Linked DNA regions of Mus musculus: region 2 is linked to region 1. The links are chromatin contacts, called in public HiChIP or PLAC-seq maps. All regions are on one chromosome and are shown on one strand. The core of a region is the stretch at or near the end of the contact, and the rest is flanking DNA. Distances in the headings are between cores, read along the strand shown. Region 1 holds the start of Thtpa (thiamine triphosphatase). Region 2 has its middle 5.4 kb from the start of Gm41158.

Region 1 (2,829 bases), core at 180-2,679:
AAGCTTGCTGCGTGGCATATTTTCTTATGAAACCAATATTTTGAGTTTCTACCATGTAACAGTAAATAAAGTTTGTAACTGGTTCTTCAATCCTCATATAACTGAAGCGGGAGAGGGTGGTTGTACCATGGCCAGGAGCAAGTGGGTCTACAAAAGAGGACGGACGGGTGAGGTTTGGGCTAATGAGAAGAGATGGGGTCTCGGACTTGTTCCCTCCCCACTCAGATCCTTGGCTTTACTTTTCAGTCTTGTTGAAGCACTGGTATTTTCTGTGTTCTATAAGATCCAACCCATAGACCAGAAGCAGGAGTTTGTTTAATGCCTTCCTAAGCTCAAAATGCCATGTCTGTAAGTGCCAAGTTCCCATGATGCTCCCTGCCTGTCTCACTCTTGGCCCAGGAGGGGCTGTAAGTCAGTCTGTAGCTCAGGCTCTCCGCAAGCTGTCACCTCTTGCCTCAGCTTCCCCGATGGTGGGAAACCAGCAGCAGCACAGCACTCTGCCTGTCTACTGCTCGTACTCCCAACAATGCCACCTCCGCGACTGTTGAACTGAGTCTGCCACTCACTCATGGCTTTTCAACCCGCCACTCAATTGCACTTCAAGCCATCGTCAGCTTAGATACTGGCTAGGTGCTGTAGCTAGTTTCTGGGCTTTTACCCAGGCGGTTATTCCCACCTAGGTCTCCAGAAATCCCACCATATTCATTCATTCATTCATTCATTCATTCATTCATTCTCTCTCATACACTCTCATGTACCAGTATTTTGTCTGTAGTACAGTACAGGAGGATGCCAGAAGAGGGCGTAAGAACCCCGCTGTAACTGGAGTTAAAGAGGTTGCCACCTGCGCTTTAAGTGCTGGGAAGGTAATCCCAGCTCTGTAAGCACAGCAAGTGTACTTAAGTGCTGAGCATCCATCACTCCAGCTGTCCCATTACATCTCTAATTCACATTCAAAACATCACTTCCTCCATTGACAGAAAGTTTCCCATTTATCCTCTCGAAAATCCCAGGATAGAGGTAAGGGCATGGCAGCTCACACAGGTAACCCAGCACTCACTCGAAGAGGAATGAGGAGTTCCAGGTCAAATTGGGTTACATGAGATCCTTGTGTCAAAACAACAAGAAGCAACAAAAGACAAAACAACTATAAAAAATATTCCAAGTGACCACTGAATTACTCCACTAACCATTACAACTCCCCACTTAGTGGGGAGCCATAGCTTGTGTTTTATCAGTCGCATTCACTGTCTACACTGGGAGGGGTTGGGAACTACTCTTCCCGTTCGCCACCCCCAAAAGCCTTCCTGTAGAGCTTGAGGTAGAGTCCCGCTTGCTGAAACTAATTCTGATTTCCTTAGTGATCGGTGGGCAGGAAAGGTGAGGTGGTCCTTTGGAAACTACATCTCCCATCATGCACCAGGCCCAGGATGCCAGGCTCACGCTAAGGCTCGAGATCTTGGCCGATTCCTGGGCTCCAGGAAAAATGCAGGATGAACAGCGGGCAAGAGGAAGCTCTCTCTTCTCTTGCCCACCGGGTTGGGTCGCACGTAACCTAACAGACCTCTCAGGCCTAGCTTGTCATCGGCACCGCCACACCGGTCTAATATGGCCGCTAGTGCTGGGACCGGTCTCGCGCGTAAAGAGCCTGGACTAAGGTCCGGAGCCGGAGACCGCTCCCGGCATTCCTCGCGGGTGTAGCGTGGGCACCCTTCCCCCACTTCCGGGTCCCGGGAGAAGGAGACCCTGGGGTCTTGAAGAGTGTCCCGAGGTACCGCTGTTTGGTGCTAGGCGAAGAATGGCAGATCATCCTGGGCAGTGAATCACTGGCCTTGGGTAGCAAGGTGTAGCGAGAAGATAGGTCATCAGCATTACGGCCTGTTTGCTAGGGAGCCTTTTGGGTTATCAGTAGTAGGATTTAACTGGAGACTTGTCACCATTGTTGCAGCCCGCAGAGACCTCCAAGTAGAGCCCTGTGAACCTGGAGCAGAGCTCTGGGACAGTGTATATGCATCTTAAATTGATCCAGGACTAGTCCGTCTTTGCTGACTAGTCCTCACCTTGAGCACTCAGTGAATACCTGGCAAACAGGGTTGCAGGTTAATATGGCCCAGGGCTTGATTGAAGTGGAGCGAAAGTTCGCTCCAGGGCCTGACACGGAGGAAAGGCTGCAGGAGTTGGGGGCCACCCTGGAGCACCGGGTCACCTTCCGAGACACATACTATGATACCTCTGAGTTAAGCCTTATGCTGTCTGACCACTGGCTGCGACAACGAGAAGGTAGTGGATGGGAGCTCAAATGTCCTGGAGTAACAGGTGTCTCAGGACCTCACAATGAGTATGTGGAAGTCACATCGGAAGCTGCGATTGTGGCCCAGCTCTTTGAACTGCTCGGGTCTGGGGAGCAGAAGCCTGCAGGTGTGGCTGCTGTCCTGGGCTCGCTGAAGCTGCAGGAGGTGGCTAGTTTTATTACTACGCGAAGCTCCTGGAAGCTGGCCTTATCTGGAGCCCATGGACAGGAGCCTCAGCTCACAATAGACTTGGATTCAGCGGACTTCGGCTATGCTGTGGGTGAGGTAGAGGCCATGGTGCACGAGAAGGCTGAAGTCCCGGCTGCCCTAGAGAAGATCATCACCGTCAGTAGCATGCTTGGTGAGGGAGACAGGTCTTTGTGTGCGCAGCATGGTGGGGGAGGGAGGCAGGCCCTTCTATGCTCAGGAACATGGTGGGTGAGGAAGACAGGCAGGCCCTTTGGGCTGTCCTTTTTTCTCACTTAACCTCACTGCAGGTCCTTACTGAGCCATAGAGGAGTGGAGGGAAATCATTTTT
Region 2 (2,829 bases), core at 202-2,701, 370 kb after region 1:
AAGAAAGAAAGAAAGAAAGAGAGTGAGAAAGAGAGTGAGAAAGAAAGAAAGAAAGAAAGAAAGAAAGAAAGAAAGAAAGAAAGAAAGAAAGAAAGAAAGGAAGAAAGGAAGAAAGGAAGAAAGGAAGGAAGAAAATATGCAGGGCTTAATCTGGGCACACAGCTACCCTCTCCTGAGACACGCTTAGTCTTTTGACTGCAAGGGTTTAGTCTGTGTTTGTTTAACTTGGGTCCTTGGGACACTTTTAACAAGTGACGAACCTCAGCCCCAACACCTGCTCTGTTTTATCAGCTCTGCAGTCTGTAAACTATTCTTTGGACTTTAAAGTCTTCCAGAAGCTTGCCAGCGGGCATAGGGCTTTCTGTCAACTCTTCCTTGGGACCTACAGCTCAACAGCAATCCTGAAGTATTTGCCTTCAAGTAACTGACAAACCCCCTCGTCTGTCTTTCTTGGCCCCTCTCTCCTTTTGATTGTCTTAGCACTTTTAGAACCTGATTCATAGGCTGCTCTAAGGCAGTTGGGACCATCTAAGTTTCTCCTACTTCATAAACATCTCCTCGGCGAAGCTACTAAAACCCCATACCAGCTCTGAGGTCCTGGCTCAATTTTCAACTCTCCAGTAAGCACAGTCCTGTCTGGCTAAAAACAAAACAAAGAAAAAGAAAAAGAAAACAAAACTGGGAATCGAAGAGTGCCTTTCTTGTGTCTGATTCTCTCAGTAGTGCCTGCCCTTCCCATATTGTTCCAATTCCTGATTTTCACAGGACCTGCTGAACGCCAAGTTCTCAACCGCCTTGAATGAACCAATCTGAGAAAACAAGAACATGTCTCTGAGGCAACCCACCACGAATAGTCCCTGATCCCTCAGTGTCAACTCTCCTAGACGTCGGTTTCCTGAAGCCAGCACCACATACACCATTCCTGAGGATCCTACTTTAAGCACTAATGTGGCCATCCTGCACCCAAACTCAGTGCTTTAAGGAAGCCCTCCCCAGCCTGTAAGATCAGCTCCTCTCCCCAGCCTCTCTGAGCAGCTTCTCTGGTTTATTCTGAAATGACCCTGTCTTCAAAGTACTTAAGGAACCTCTGCTTTGTTTTCTTCTTACACAATCCCCAGGGACAGAGTTCCCTAACATTACAAACTATTCTGCCTTTGTCTGGAGGAGGCATAAGTTGTTACATTAGTTTCCCTGCTCCACACCCCTGAGGCTGCTTTCATGGCCCCCACACCCCAGCCTTGTAAGCCAGGCTGAGAGAGTCTTTTCACTTGTTTAAAAGTCCTTCCCAACTGAAGCAGTTAACTCAATTGCTATCAGACTTTCTCACAACCCAGCCCTTGTTAAGTTTCCCACTTTCATTCTGAATCATGGATATTTTTCCCTGCTGTTTTCTTGGGGGGGTGGGGGCGCAGGTAGGCTCCAAGGCTAGGTTTCTCTGTGTAGACCTTGCTGTCCTGGAACACACCAGTCTGGCCTAGAACTCAGAGATCCTCCTTCTTAGTGCTAAGACCAAAGGCATGTCTCGCCGTGACCTCACAGAGCTTACAGATGATCTTCTGTATTGGACTCTGCCCACAAGACCTCCAGTTTTCTAAAGGAAAAGAAGGAGAGATGATCCAGTTTTCTAAAGGAAAAGAAGGAGAGATGATGGGGAGAGGGGAGAAAGGATTATGGGGTGCTGTGGCTGGGATGGTGAAAGGACAACATGAACCCCATTTGTCTCCGTTTAAGGACCAGGCCTGATTTTAAAAAGAAGGCCATAAGGCAAAAGCTCCAGGAACAGACCATAAAATCCAGAGAAAAGGGCCATAGAACCCTCTTCCAAAGAACAGCCCGGGGATAACCACAAGAATGGGAAAATATCTTACCGCAGGATGGCCGGCCCTATCTCATTCCATGGTTAAATGTTTATGGCATAGGCATGAGAACCACTGACCACCTGTGACCCCCTAGCACCAATGAAATTTTAGATTATCTAATCCTTCTAGAGAGTTCCCCCAGCTCTCTATAAAAAGGCTTGCTCATCTTTGTCTAGGGTTGCCATTTGGGGGAATGTTTGACCCCTGCATGCTGGTTATTTCTGTAGAATAAACACTCTTTGTCTTTGCATGCTACCTGAGTCTGGGGTCTTTCTTCAGTGATTTTCAGACCCTTACAATGTACAATAATTAATTAGCTAGCTAGTTAGTTAGTTAGTTAGTTAGTTAAAACATAATTTTAAAAATGAACTTCTCCCATGGATTCCAAGAAAGGGCTCTTTAACACTGCAAACTATTCACTCTTTTTTCCTTATCAGGCGCCCGTCATAAGGAGCAGCACACCACCGTGCCTATCTCACTACCTCTTCTGTCCAATTTACCTAAGAAACCAGGGGCTAAGGTAGAGAACACTAGCTAGCTATGTGGTGCTTCCCCATCGTAACTCCTCACTTACGTAAGAAAACTCTCTCTGGGCAGCCATCTTAGGCTCAGGTGCATGTCTTACTACACACAGCAGTGGTCACACAACTGCCACAACAGCTTGTCAAAAATCTCATGCTGCTCTCAGGGACTGCAATGTTTCCTCATCCTTCAACCGTTTTTAAGGTACCATGTGACAGGCAGGCCCCATTCATCCCATACCACACAGAGAAAGATCATCACCATGGGATGGGTACAAAGACAGCCTAAGATGGCTCATCCTTAGTCACATGTCCTACTAACCAAAGCAAATCCCATAAGATTGCTACCTTATCAGGAAGATGCACAGTCACTTACCACAGGGGAAGGGTAGGCACCTGAGGATTGCCTCCACTGATACTCCGCTCTTAGAGAGTCCAACCTCAGCTAC

What was found. HiChIP or PLAC-seq counts read pairs in DNA pulled down with a chosen protein or histone mark.
Region 2: a contact with region 1 is called in an H3K4me3 HiChIP or PLAC-seq map of craniofacial prominence, with 4 times the contacts expected there. The contact joins the enhancer-like site here to the promoter of Thtpa in region 1. A contact is called at or near these places in 7 of 39 promoter capture datasets (the C10 cell line, the HPC-7 cell line, the SN4741 cell line and 4 more), 1 of 484 Hi-C or Micro-C datasets (B cells), 24 of 115 datasets of contacts at active chromatin or transcription factors (the 230-238 cell line, the SCID.adh cell line, T-cell acute lymphoblastic leukemia and 12 more) and 3 of 9 other capture datasets (adipose tissue, macrophages and pancreatic islet).

Annotation. Positions count from the first base shown.
Region 1 is chr14:55,093,355-55,096,183 of GRCm38.p6, forward strand. It overlaps Thtpa (thiamine triphosphatase), which reads left to right and starts at 1,430. Exons shown (of 2, transcript NM_153083.5): 1 at 1,430-2,652. The coding sequence starts at 2,106.
Region 2 is chr14:55,461,675-55,464,503 of GRCm38.p6, forward strand. No RefSeq gene overlaps it. Among named protein-coding and RNA genes, the nearest start is that of Gm41158, 5.4 kb to the right of the region's middle. Within about 2 kb of position 1,452, at least 4 of the 459 cell types and tissues checked have an H3K27ac peak or open chromatin away from gene starts, as enhancers often do.